Regions from separate parts of the Mus musculus genome. Here regions 2, 3 and 4 are each linked to region 1. Evidence: chromatin contacts called from public HiChIP or PLAC-seq, Micro-C and capture Hi-C data. All regions are on one chromosome and are shown on one strand. Each heading gives the region's core, a stretch centred on a gene start, on an enhancer-like site or on the middle of the called end of the contact. The rest is flanking DNA. Distances are from core to core; before and after follow the strand shown.

Evidence for each region. Hi-C and Micro-C count contacts between places; a contact is called where the count stands out from the background. HiChIP or PLAC-seq counts read pairs in DNA pulled down with a chosen protein or histone mark. Capture Hi-C pulls out chosen DNA fragments and counts their contacts.
Region 2: a Micro-C map of the G1E-ER4 cell line shows a contact between it and region 1. The contact joins two enhancer-like sites. A contact is called at or near these places in 1 of 15 datasets of contacts at CTCF or cohesin (large pre-B cells), 1 of 484 Hi-C or Micro-C datasets (the G1E-ER4 cell line) and 1 of 115 datasets of contacts at active chromatin or transcription factors (embryonic stem cells).
Region 3: a contact with region 1 is called in a capture Hi-C map of embryonic stem cells, with 5 times the contacts expected there. The contact joins two enhancer-like sites. A contact is called at or near these places in 1 of 15 datasets of contacts at CTCF or cohesin (large pre-B cells), 1 of 115 datasets of contacts at active chromatin or transcription factors (microglia) and 1 of 9 other capture datasets (embryonic stem cells).
Region 4: an H3K27ac HiChIP or PLAC-seq map of regulatory T cell precursor shows a contact between it and region 1, with 4 times the contacts expected there. The contact joins two enhancer-like sites. A contact is called at or near these places in 2 of 115 datasets of contacts at active chromatin or transcription factors (regulatory T cell precursor and thymic regulatory T cells).

Annotation. Positions count from the first base shown.
Region 1 is chr1:39,612,320-39,615,700 of GRCm38.p6, forward strand. No RefSeq gene overlaps it. Among named protein-coding and RNA genes, the nearest start is that of Gm51620, 22 kb to the left of the region's middle. Within about 2 kb of position 1,927, at least 89 of the 459 cell types and tissues checked have an H3K27ac peak or open chromatin away from gene starts, as enhancers often do. A contact at or near this core is called in the G1E-ER4 cell line, embryonic stem cells and regulatory T cell precursor, where this site is marked.
Region 2 is chr1:40,357,670-40,360,839 of GRCm38.p6, forward strand. All of the region lies in intron 9 of Il1rl2 (interleukin 1 receptor-like 2), which reads left to right. Among named protein-coding and RNA genes, the nearest start is that of Il1rl2, 35 kb to the left of the region's middle. Within about 2 kb of position 1,287, at least 82 of the 459 cell types and tissues checked have an H3K27ac peak or open chromatin away from gene starts, as enhancers often do. A contact at or near this core is called in the G1E-ER4 cell line, where this site is marked.
Region 3 is chr1:40,301,633-40,304,886 of GRCm38.p6, forward strand. Il1r1 (interleukin 1 receptor, type I) reads left to right here. Exons shown (of 11, transcript NM_001123382.1): 8 at 646-797. Among named protein-coding and RNA genes, the nearest start is that of Il1rl2, 21 kb to the right of the region's middle. Within about 2 kb of position 1,804, at least 9 of the 459 cell types and tissues checked have an H3K27ac peak or open chromatin away from gene starts, as enhancers often do. A contact at or near this core is called in embryonic stem cells, where this site is marked.
Region 4 is chr1:40,473,764-40,477,214 of GRCm38.p6, forward strand. It overlaps Il18r1 (interleukin 18 receptor 1), which reads left to right. Exons shown (of 11, transcript NM_008365.2): 3 at 931-1,177. Among named protein-coding and RNA genes, the nearest start is that of Il18r1, 9.5 kb to the left of the region's middle. Within about 2 kb of position 2,123, at least 49 of the 459 cell types and tissues checked have an H3K27ac peak or open chromatin away from gene starts, as enhancers often do. A contact at or near this core is called in regulatory T cell precursor, where this site is marked.

The sequences.
Region 1 (3,381 bases), core at 677-3,176:
TAGGTAAACACCTCTTCTAGACTTCCCCCTCCTCTCCTCCTCCTCCTCCTCTTCCTCCTCCTCCATCTTTTCCTCTTAAGACAGGGTCTCACTATGTAGCCCAGGCTTGTCTTAAACTCAGAGAGATCCACCTGCTCTGCTTCCCCATTGCTGGGATTAAAGGCACCACTGCCCAGCCATTCACTCTGCTCTTTAAGATCCGTGGGTGTGCTCATCACAGCTGTGTGGCTCCTTAACTCCTCTGGGGACTAGGGAGCAGGGTGGATTTGCCCTGACTATGATATTGGACTTGTGGGGGTCACTGTGTTGACTTAGTAAAATGCCACAGGGCACTTTAAATCAGGAGAGCATGGATCAGTGGAACTACTGGGCAGGCTACCAGAAACAGGTTAGGATGTTCCTTGGGGAAAAGAGGCTTATGGGTAAAAATTAAACCAAGTTAGGTTCGATGCCCTAAAGGCAGTGGCTCTCAACTTTCCAAATGCCGTGACCCCTGTGTCGTAGTGACTCCTCGAGCATAACATTATTCCATTTCTACTTCCTAACAGTAATTTTGCTACCTTTATGAATTGTAATATTAATATTTTTGGAAATAGAGGTTTGCCAAAGGGGTCTCGAGCCCCTTGAGGAAGGCTGAGAACCACTGCCTTAAGGTAAAGAGGCCTCCTGTGAGAGTCTAACCTACAGGTTAGATGCAGGGCTGTGCCTGGGACTGGGAAGCAGGGTGGCTGTTAGTATTGCGATGGAGCTGCACCTGTGTGGGAAAACTTCCGATCAAAGACTCAGAACCCCCCAGGCATAGGTGAAGCCTTTCTTGCCAAGCTGGTTCAAAAGTTTCTGATGTGTTAGGATGTGAGGAGAAAGTCTCTCTCCCACCCACTCCAGAAAGCCTAAAAGGCTCCATAGGGCTTTTGTCTGACCTTGGACAGCTGCACAGTGACCTTGAGGGGCTTACAGTTTTCAGTTTCTCTCACAGCTGGCGCTGTCTGTTGCTTATATCCTGGCCTGATTCATAAGACTCTTACTCTGAGGTAATTATTACTTTTTCAATAAAAGCATCTGGACAGAGATATTCTTTATAAGCGATATCCACCAGAATATACTTGCAGAATATAGGACACTATAGGACAAGCAGTAACAATGATTAATATGTCCCAAGACAAACAAACCCCACGAAACATTCAAGATAAATACATGATCTTTTCCAAGTATTTATGGAAAGATGACTTTTGCACAAGATAGATCTAAATCTAGAGGGCTTGGAGAGACGGTGCAGAGGTTAAGGGCCCACAGGACTCTGCAGCAGATGGAATTCTGGTCCTAGCAGCCTTTGGGGGCAGTTCACAACTGCTTGTAATTCCAGCTCCAGGGGATCTGGTGCCCGATTCTGGCCTCTGTGGGTGCTGCACTCACATGTACAACACTACATTTAGACACACACACACACACAACTTCAAAATAAATTCTAAAATAAAAAGATCTAGATGATGTTACTTTTAGTTTAAAGATCTTGACTGCCTCATTTGTGTTTCTGGAATCCGATGGCTCTTAGTTCTATCAGATGCAGTAAGTTTTCCTGGAACCAAGTACTGAAGGCTTACTTTATAGACAGTAAAATGATGAAGAAAATAGAAACAAGAAGGGGCTTTGCGGGCTCACGCTATTCCTCTTGGAAGGCTGCGACAGGAGGATGGACCAAGAGGATGAGATTAGGTTACCTCTGGTTTCTTTGTGTGAGTGTGAGCCCCTTGGCAGAGGCAGAAGGAAGTTAAGAATCACAACTGAAACAGGTTTGGGAAATTTGAGCATTAACCTTTTCTCCTGGTTTCTCAGAAAAATGGAGAAAAACTCCCTTTTGCCTTACTGAAGGGAAGTGTGGCCAGTGCGCTGGCCTTGCGCGCACTGGCCTTGCCTGTTTGTGGCAGTCACTGCGGTCTCTCTGCTAGGCCCTCGAGAGAAATGCTCTGACCCCCGTGGCAATGGCTACAGAGAAAAGTCCACACTGTTGGAAATAGATGTGTCTGGGGCCGGTACTTTCGGGAGCCGGTGCAAGCTGCGTAGCCTCTCTAGGTGTCTGAAAACATCTGGTGCTGATACGGCTCAAGGCCAAACAACCCAAAAGCCTCGGGCGGGCGAGCTGAGCAACTCCAGGACAGGTAGGTTAACACAAAGGCAGCATCTTCTGCAGGAAGTTAGGACCCAGTGAGCTCTTGATAAGAAGAGCATTTACAAGCTTGAAGACTGCAGGGGAAGGAAGCAGATGTAATCTCCCACTACAGAAGTTCCCTTTTCTGCCCTATAAAACTCCAACCCGCCCCACCCCCCACCCCCACTCCTAAGCACATTCCCCAGGAGTGGCTTCTGCCCTTGGCTGTTCTGATTAAAGGAAAACCTGCTTCTGTAGGGTCTGGTCTCCAATGTTCTCTAGCCTGGAGCGATTCTAACAATCAGCCAACTGATCTAACTCTAGCCTCCGGCTCACACAAGGCCTGAGTAAGCACACTTGGGAAAGGCTTCTCTGTTCTGCCCTCCTCATCTTTTACAAGTAGCTGTTCCTACAGCCTGTATCTGGATCCTGGACCCTGGCGGGGGCTTCAGTAGCTGCGCTGAGGATATTGAAGAAGTAAGAGAGGAGGGCAACCCCAGGAGCGGAGGAGTAAGACCCACCTCCATCCTTATTGGACTTCCCCAAAGCATGGGGGAAGGAAAGAAGTTGAGTCAAGATGGGGTTTAATGTTTGCTTCAAGGACAAGCGACTGTAAATAAAGTTCCACTGCTCAGTCACCAGGGGGCGCACTAAATCTTTGCCTCCTACAAAATTCCCAAGTTTGGAAACTGTAAGTTTGTTAGAAACTCCCAAAGGTCCCACCGCTTATCTAGAAATGTCCAGGAGATGAAGAAACCACCGTGAGACATGGAGCAGGTAAGGACGATCAGAGCAAGAAGTGAAACCATTCATCCTCAGATACCTCGGTTCTTGCCAGGGGGATCCGACAGTAGACAAAGGGCTTCTGTGGGATGTGAAAAAACGAGGGACGTCGAGGCACAGCCAGCACTATAGCCCCCCTACGGTGAGCCAAGCAGGCTTGGGGATAATCTCGTTCTAGTGGGGAGAAACTGAGGTAGAAACGAACCCCTCGTGCTTGAAAGTTGGTGAAGCAATGAAATGAAGTCAATTCTGTCTCCAAACCAATTTTAAGTTCTAGTATGGGGGAAGACACTACAGACCAGTGTTGGTGTCCCAGTGAGCTGAGAGGAGGAGGAGGAGGAGGAGCAGGAGGAGCAGGAGGAGGAGCGAAGCACAAACAAGAAGCAAGAAGCTAAATGGTGTTCCCGGCTTGTAGAGTCAGGGTAACTAACACCAATGACCAAAAAAAAAAA
Region 2 (3,170 bases), core at 37-2,536, 740 kb after region 1:
ACAGGAGGGACAAAGGAAAGGGAAGAAGCCCGCTTCTCTCAGTACTTAGCAGGAGCCTGAGGCAGGGGTCCTTTTTCACTGATCTGAAGGCCAAAGCTCTGCTCAGAGCCTTCACTGGTGTCTCTATCCTGCCGCCAATTTTTTTCTTTTCACACAGAAATGCCTTCCTGTGTTACAGAACCAAGATTTCTCTCCATTTAGGTTTTAATACAATCTGATTTAAACAAACAAACAAAAAAGTTTCAGAAGGAATTTGATCTAGTAAGGCCCTATGGAAAACAAAACAGACAAAACACCATTCAGTCTGCTTTGCTGTCCCTTATTTGCCTATAAAAACAATTAAAAAGACAAAAGAAATCCACACAGCTGGCGTGCACTGGGATGAGGAAATGCATGTCTTTTTAGGTCAAACATTTTTCTTGAACAGGAGCAAGGGAATGAGGCAACTCAGAGTCCAAACACATTCAGAGTAGCAGATCTAAAAAAAAAAAAAAAAAAGCTGTTTGTTCTAAGCAGCTGTTTGTGTACAAAAGTCGCCACACAGATTATTGTGTACAAGTTGTTGATAAAACACAGATGCTGTGATTCAAACTGTATTTAGCTAAATGTCAGAATTCAACAATTGGTAACCCAGAGGCTGGGTTGTAGCCCAATGTTGATGGCTGAATGAAAAGGAAGAAATAACTAGAAAAGGACTTGACTATTCCTCAGAGTGGTAGAGAAGAGAGTCTATTGTAGATAAAAGGGGAGTATAGCCTGGGGTGGGGGCAGGGACATCCAGGGGAGTACAAAGCCTTGTGAGGAGAGGGAAGAGCAGCTGATAACCAGCCTGGGCCAAGAAAGTAGACAAAGGGTCACCTAGAAGGTTGGAATATATAGGGAAGGGCAGCTGGAGGAAAGTCAGTTAGTTTATCCTCTTGGAGAGTTCAGGGTAGGGGCAGGGTATGCCAGTCCAGTCTGGAGGATCCTGTAACAGGTAGGGACTGAGGAATGCACGGAGAACTTGGCAGCCAGCACCTCAGCCCTTTGTCCCGGGTTTGAGATTTAACAGTGGTGAGATGTAGCCATGGTCCTTGCCTGGCCAGGCCAACACAATCTGAGGTGCTTGCCTGTCTCCCTGGCTGTCCCTTTGTGACGAGACCACAGCATTCATTTCTTCTGGAGTAGATAGGAGTGGTCTGCCTTCTATCTCCACTGACTAAGAGAATGTGACATGACGTTCTTTCATGTGGTGTTTCTGGAAGCTCCAGCCTCTCTGGCCCCTGCGTGTTCACACCTCTGACTCACTGTAACTCCCAGAAGTGTGAGTACAGCCTTGCCTTAGTTATTTATGGTGTGCACATAGTATGATAAAGCTGCCTGGCAGAGAAGTTGAGTTTGTCAGCAAGAGATGGAAGGAGGAGTGACTCACTCCCCCCTGTGGAACCGGGGAGCCCAACAGATGACACATCAGGACCCACTCCTCCCAGCTCAGCACAGCCAGGGGTGGTGGCTTTGGAGATTGGATCTGACAACAGGCCAGGAAGCCTCATGATTCTTTTGCTCTTATTTTTTAATTTTGGAAAGTGTTTGCTTCAATCTTCCCACCTCTCCACCTACCCAACCATTGTTAACTTTGGATAACGTCAAAGAACTTTGAATAAAGTCTCTAAAATGATCTAGTGATGAGCTTCCGAGGTTGATCATGAATCCTGCTGACAGCCTGAATTCTCTTGGGAAAATATTCTGGAACATATACAGTATAGTGAATATGGATGTGGAAGAGAGAGAGACATTATGTCCTTCTTGCCAAAGTTCACTCTAACCTGGTTGGTCAAGCCTTGCCACACAAAGGTAAAGATAAGTGACCCACGAGTTACAGTCTGGCAGCCATTCACAAGCCTGCTTGAAGTCAGGGAGTCCTGTATTTCTATGCTGCCCCAGGTGATGTCAGAACTGGCGTGTTAGGTGTACCCCAGTATCTGCAAGACTTGAATCAAAGAGTGGTCAGCAACAGGTCGGCTGAAAAATATGTGCACTGCTAGCTTTATTCCATTCAGACGCTTCTGTGCAGCGTGCAATGGACTAGAACAGTTAGAGCTAACCCAGCAGGTGTATCAGGCAACAAAAGATAAGGGAACAAACTAAGCACAGCTCAGAGTTGGTGAGAGGTCTTGGTCTCTAAAGGTAAAATTGCTTTCCTGACTAAAGCCACGTCAGTTAACTCTGGCTTTCCCCACACATGTTTCTGTGGTTTGTGAAATAACATAGATCATTCTGGGGCTCATTTCCAAAGACAGTTTCCTGTGGAGAGTCCCATTTACAACAGTGTTGTAATGTAAGGAATCTGGTGGCCTTTAGCATTTCCAAAGTAAACACAATCCTATGTGTTATGTGTGTTCACTTCAATGTTTTCTGTGCATGCTGGGGTGGACAGACAAGCCAGTCCTCAGGCAACTCGGCCACAGGACCTTAGATAAAGTATCTTTTAAATTCAAATTTTATCTATCGACTGCTTGATTTGCTCTGGAATGTCACATCAAGAGAGAAGGGAACTGGAGAAGCATTAGGCAATTTCTCATAAATATCAGTCTATAGACATGATCTCATTTAGGTTTTACAGACAGCAATAGAGGTGTGAACAGGTGCTTTTACGTAAAGGGATGGTTCGGTAGCCTCGGAAAATTAAAAAAAAACGCTTGGCCAGGCCAGAGATAAATTGCCACCTCTGCCTCTGAGAGACGTGGATATTGGGAGCAGCCACCAGCACATCTGAGTTTCCTCAGAACAGCCACGAGGGATGCTCTAAGTTCCGGGAGGTAACCGGTTCATCATCTGTGCTGCCTGTCACTGTTTCCTCCGCTGCTGCTCCCTTAACTTCATGGTGCGCAGCAGCCTTTTATTATGAGTGAGTGTGTGTGTGTGTGTGTGTGTGTGCGTGTGCGTGTGTGTGTGTGTGTGTGTGTGTCTGTGTGTGTGTGTGTGTGGTGGGCTGGGTAAACATCTGAGGCCTCAACGGTTGACTAGCAGCTACCTTTGGCTGTTGTCCTCACTGCCTCTCCACAAGGGCATCTGTTGTCACTCCATCTCTGGGTGGAGGAGGTGGGACTTCCTGGAAGGATAATGTTGGCTTTCAGGAGACAGGTCAAAGCCTTGTTTTCTTTGTTTCCTCGATCTGGGTTTTTTTTGTG
Region 3 (3,254 bases), core at 554-3,053, 690 kb after region 1:
AAAGAGCTGTGCATGTCTGTGTGTGAGAGAGAATATGCGCATATGTGTCTGAGAAAGTGTGTGTGTCAGAGTGTGTATGTGTGAGAGAGTGTGTGCATATGTATGTATGTGTATGTGAGAGAGTATATATGTGTGTCAGAGAGACTGTGTATGTATGTGTGAGAGTGTGTGTGAGTGTGTATGTATATTATGTGAGTATATATGAGTGTGTGAGAGAGTATGTGACAGAAAGTGTGTTTGAGAGAGTGTGTGTGCATGTGTGTGTGAGAGTGTGTGTAGGTGTGTGAGACTGTATGTGAGAGAACTGTGTATATATGAGAGAGTATGTGAGTGTGTGTGTGAGAGAGAGAGAGAGAGGAGAGAGAGGAGAGAGAGAGAGAAGCGGGTGTTGTTTTTTAATTTCTTGCAAGCTGCTAATTCATGTTGATTTCTTTGCTACTGAGTGTTTCTCACCTTGAGGTTATACAGTTTCAGATTTGTCTTGACGACAAGCTGTTATCCACATGATCTGGGACAGTGATTATTTGAGCTGTGATGTATGATACAAATAAAGCAGTTAACTGGGCCTGCAGGTCTGATTCTGTGTTGAAGCATCTTGCCAACTCTGTTGTATTAACCCCCTCCTCACCCCCTTCTCTTGAACAGTGTGGAACATCCTTCAACCAAAAGAAAATACACACTCATTACAACACTTAACATTTCAGAAGTTAAAAGCCAGTTTTATCGCTATCCGTTTATCTGTGTTGTTAAGAACACAAATATTTTTGAGTCGGCGCATGTGCAGTTAATATACCCAGGTAAGTATCAAAGGCTTACTTAAAAACTGCCTAGCCTGGTGGACTCCAGTGTGCTTTCCTTTGCCTGGAACACCCCTCACCCCTTCTTCAGCAATAACTTCCTATCTGTTTTGCTTCTTGTCCTGAATTCTCTGATCTTTCTATCCCACTCTGCCTGCCTCTGTCTGGGTACCACTTCGGAGGCATCCTGTATCCCAGGCACAGGAACCCTTCTTAGTTTCTTTGGCTAGGATACTACCTATTTCACTCTGTTGTTGCTGTTCTCCTCCTCCTCCTCCTCCTCCTCCTCCTCCTCCTCCTCCTCCTCCTCTTCCTCCTCTTCCTCTCCTGTTCTTCCTCCTCCTCTTCTTCTGCTTCTTCTCCTCTTCCTCCTCCTCTTCTTCTTCCTGGCTGATAGCTACCTATATTTGCTTCATTGCAAGCACGTCATGAATATGTTTAAACACATGACCAAACAAGATGGCTATACACAGAAAGCATAAATACTCCGCTTATAACAAGGAACCCTGAGATCACTGGTTTTTGAGAGTTGGTATAGTCCAAAAACCTGAGAATGATTGTGAAATATTGTTAAATACTAAACAATACTAAAGCTGACTAAGAAAAGCAGGACATAGGAGGAGAGAGTTGGAATCTTCTGGATGGAGATAGTGTGAGTACAAGACATAGCTACTAGTGTCTCCCAGCTTATGGCCAATCTGCCAGGATTCACCATAGGAGAAATTAGATTTAATAAGGCTTACAAGATGAGGATTCTAGTTGTTGTTCCCAGAGATTGAGTTACCATTGTTTCTGAACTAAGTTTGTGTGGTGTTTTTCTTCTTTTAATGACTTGGCTGGGTTTCAGAGAGAAAGGTACAACAGCAAAGTGTGGGTTTGCCTGATGTGCATCACAAAGGCCATGGGGGATTGGAAGCATGGGGCCAGCATGATAACAACCGCCAGTGGGAACTTAGTGTGCTGGGTGGAGAGACTTTGGAGTTTTGAGTCAGAGAGTCTCCAGGAGATAAGAACAGGCCGTGCCACCAGTTCATAGCTGGCCAGCCCGCCAGGGCAAAGAGTAGCTGGGTATAGCATGGGAACTTGCCAGTCCTTTTTAATATTTCCTGCACCAGGTGGTAAACCAAAGTGTTGGGTACGAATCCACTAGAAATTTAAGATTAGTAGCCTGAGAGTTAAAGTTTCATCTTCTAAGTGAGAGAAAGGTAGCACTAGATTAGTCACATGATCCAAGCGCGGGGTGGGGGGGTAAGGGGTGGGGACACTGAAACTAAGCAGGCCCTGAGGTTCCCCGCTGTGGGGAATTGCAAGCTGCCTTGAGTTAGATAGAAGAATGAAGTTGCCTACATTGTAAGGCAGAGGGATTGAACTGTGAATTTAAAATTGGGAGTATTTGCTTTTAGGATAGATTTATATACAGATTCTGTCCAAATCACATGGGGAATTTCGTCTGTGGTTTGGAACTAGGATAGGGAAAATTAGTCACAGTAGAGAGAGCAGTGATAATCATTGCCTGCTTTGATCAGGTATTAATTATCAATGTCTGTGGCTCCAGGTAGAGAGAGCAACAGATAGATATTATACATTATATTATAGGTATTAATAATGTCTATGGCTCTAGGCAGCGAGCTGAACAGAAAGATGGTATTGCTCTAATACGTCTAATACGTCTTACAGGATACTCAAATTCTGTCTTACATGGGCTCCACGGGAATTCTGGGTATAAATTCTGCTTTGACTAGCTGCCTGCTTATAAGCAGAAACAAGTGTGAATTGATTGTTTTAAAGATGGTATAAACACACATTGCTCTAATATGCCTCACAGGATACTCAAATTCTGTCTAACGTGGGCTCCATGGGAATTCTTGGTTATTATGCTGCCTGGCAAAATAGAAAAGGCCTAAGAATAGGCACATACAGTATTTTAGTTTACTTCATGTGTTTTGGATTGTTTTAACTTTCAAAATGGGTGTGATGAGTTTTGTGGTTATTTTACTCCTCTGGGAGAGAGGTCGATATAAAGGATTTTCTGGTTACTGGCTCAAGGATATGCTGATTTGGGAGAAAGGTCTTGTCTTTGTGTTTTTAGAAAAGGTGATTAGTGCTGGGCGTGGTAGCACACGCCTTTAATCCCAGCACTCGGGAGGCAAAAGCAAGTGGATTTCTGAGGCCAGCCTGGTCTACAAAGTGAGTTCCAGGACAGCCAGGGCTACACAGAGAAACTCTGTCTCAAAAAAACCAACCCCCCCCCCCCAAAAAAAAAGGTGATTAGTGTCTATATACCTTCCAGAGTAATTTGGATCAGATTTGATAGAGGGAAACCTCCAGAGAACTAGATTCCAGAGAATCAAACAAAAAAGTTATCTTGATGATGCTAAATTTTGTTTTGAGATTTGTATATTACAGCCTTGGTGAGTCTCCTCATCGGACATGATGAACTGACCTGCTTGAACTCCT
Region 4 (3,451 bases), core at 873-3,372, 860 kb after region 1:
CTGTTGGGAGATGGAGATGGAGAATAGGGATTGTGTTACAAGCACCAGCAAGAGACTGACACTCAGCGTCACTCTTGAACTTTGAAGTAGATCTAACATTTGAGCCACTTCCTTCTTTTGCTGTGGTTAACATCTAAGTTAACGCCCTCCCAAAGGTTGCTCTGAACAATAGACCCTAGCAACGGAGACAACATTTTGTGTATGGTCTTAAGAAAATACTGTATGTACTTAACAGACCGATTTTCTAAATAAGGATGAAGGGCATTCTAGATCCAGTGGAGTGGCTTTGAGAACTGTTCAACAACTGTAATTTAGAACAGAGGGCCACTCTTCTAAAGCTAAAGAATCCGAGCGAAGAGACGGGGAGATGGGAAGGGAAAGGATGGTCTGTATTCATCAGTTCTTGGTCAGTTATGTGGAAACATGCCACCGTGAGGATTTAGCTACCCAAGAACTCCTTTAACTCTCCCGAACCTCCCCAGATCGAGGAGACAGACTGGTTGGACAAAGGGACATGAGACCTGCTTTGACTGAGATGAACATGTGTACCCAGGTTTCTTGTCTTCCCCATGGAGATTCCATGGTGCTGACATTTCGAGGGAATATGATGACCCTATGAATTCTATGCCTTTTCTTAAAAGTAAGTTATAAAGTGTCATACTCTGAAGATGTGGCCTCCAAGCCTTCGAGTGAGGGTTGGCTAAGCTCTTCAACTTTCTGTTTAGGGGAAGCCGTCAGCTTTATCTTCATCTTGGTTCTGAAAGTGTCTTATCTCCTGTATGTCTTCTCTTAAGACAGAAGACAGCACAGGAGTACGATACTGAGATTTCTCCCAGCTTTCTTACTGACTGTTTATACTCATGGAGGGGGATCAGGGAAAAATCACCCTTGTCCTGTTTTATCTCCCTTTCCTCTTGCAATCTGCTGTAGAAAGTTGTATTCACCGATCACAAATTCATGTGGTAGAGGGAGAACCTTTTTATCTGAAGCCATGTGGCATATCTGCACCAGTGCACAGGAATGAAACAGCCACCATGAGATGGTTCAAAGGCAGTGCTTCACATGAGTATAGAGAGCTGAACAACAGAAGCTCGCCCAGAGTCACTTTTCATGATCACACCTTGGAATTCTGGCCAGTTGAGATGGAGGATGAGGGAACGTACATTTCTCAAGTCGGGTGAGTGAGCCAATTTGTTTTAACGTATTTCCTGAGACTCTTGACCTTGACTCAGAAAATCAAATACACATTTGTAAGCTCATGATAATCCATGCATTTTTTTCTTCCCTGTTCTCTCTTCAACAGGAAACAAATGTTTCATTGTAGAAATATTAAGCCAGTCACTCTAAATTTATATGTATGTATGTATGTATGTATGTAGTGTATATATATATACATATATATATGTATACATATATATATATACATACACATATATATGTATATATACACATGTATATATATATATGTATACATATATGTATATATGTATGTGTATGTATATATATATAAAACTAAATGATTAATGAGATTTCCTTTGCAGGGACTCTTGTTAATGATTAGCAGAGAGGAAATTCAGGTGGGTTTGGTAGTGAGGACTTCAGATGATATGGCACCTGAGGCAAGAGCAACAGGGGCTCCCTCCCACATGTCCTGCTCAGATTTCAGAGAAAGGGAGAAAGGAGAGAGCTTAGGGGAATACACCCTAGCCTAGATTTTGGACGTTTCTGAGAAACAAGAGGCAAAGTTACTGGGGAAAAGATATAGTTGCTACCCAGCCACAAGCTAATAGCCAAAGTCAGAGGGAGAGGGAGAGAGGGAGAGAGGGAGAGAGGGAGACAGCGAGGGAGGGAGGGAGGGAGGGAGAGAGAGAGAGAGAGAGAGAGAGCATGCACATACATATGTATGCACATTAGGCTCATGCATACATGTGTAGGTAAACATTCTTTATAAAGACTTGACATTGACCTATAAAACTTTGGTCTCTCAGGGTTAGCTGGGTGATATGTCGCTGTGTTGTGAGATGTAGCAGATTTCTTTTAGAAATCTGTCTTTATTCTAGAGCGAGCCCTGATCCTTATCAGCACATCTTAAAGAAAGAGAAGTGAGATTTCACAGCAAAGCCTCTTTTTTGCTCCTGTGGTTTTTCACAAAATGAGGTCATAGTTGTTTACTAGACACAGAAACGTCTGAGTGTCAGAAATATGTGGTAGAACTTGGTTTTTTTAAACAGTGCAGTAGATGTGATATTTTAAGGGAGAGAATTATAATATGTATGTTGCAACTGGATCTTTCTAGAGTGAGTGAAAAATGCTACAACTCACAACACAGTGACATATCGTCCAGCTAACCCTGAGAGACCGACATTTTATAGGAGCACAACCCGATGATAAGGATGAAACTTTGACAGTGGCTTTGAGTGTAGTGGAGCTTCCACATGGAAGAGGGTGCTTTGAACATCTTTAGTTCAAATAGAAGAAGAACCCGATGCCTGTGTCACATTTTATGGACCAGCGTTTTTGAGAGCATTAGAAGCAGGAGAGAGAGAGTTTCATGAATAAGAAAATGTGCTTCTCTTGCAGAAGACCTGAGTTCAGTTTGCAGCACCCATGTAGGGTGGCTCCTAAACACCTAGAACCCAGCTCTGGGCACCAGGGCCTCTTCTGGTGCACAGCACTGATACTTACATGCACATACATACGTACATACACATGCTTGCATGCACACAGAATCTTAAAACCTAACATCTTTTGAAAAGGAAAGAAAACCAGCTAAGAAGGAAAGTCACACAGAAGAGAGTTTTCTCCAGTGGAGGTGAAGAAATGGTGCACAAAACACTTTTATTGGAGCCAGAGAGAAGAAAATAGGTCTTTCTGTTTTCATTCTTCCTTTCTTCCCTCCCTCCTCCTCTCCCTTCTTTCTTCCTCTTTCCTTCCTGATTAATCTCTCTCTTTCTCTCTCTCTTTCCTGTTTTCTTTCATCTTGCTTTAGGTTGCTGCTGATGGAAACCAAGATTATGTTCGTGTTAGGCAAGTGCTCTACAACGGAGCAATCAGCTGTTAAGCTGGGCTTCTTAAACCTGAACAGCACTCAGCCAGAGGGGCCATTATAATCAGAGTGGCATTGATTCAAGGCCAGGGGTGACAGGGAAGGTGTGGGGGGGTGTCTTAGATTTTGACTTTCTTGATCTCAATTTCCTGCTAGCCTTTGAGCTTGCTCTTTGACAGGGAGTGCAGAGTGTTGCCTGGTTTAGGTTCCTAAGGGGTTTCCACGCACAGCAAGCACTCTGTTAAGATTTGCTGAATCTTAAGAACTGAGAATTGCAGAGGTGGAAACCAACGTGATATGACAAGAGGAGTTTTAAGAAGAAGATGCTGCCAATGGGAATCTGAGCTCTTTTCAGGGCCAAGTAGCTCTGCTATGCATGGCCACTTAGTCACTGCTTTTTAGCAC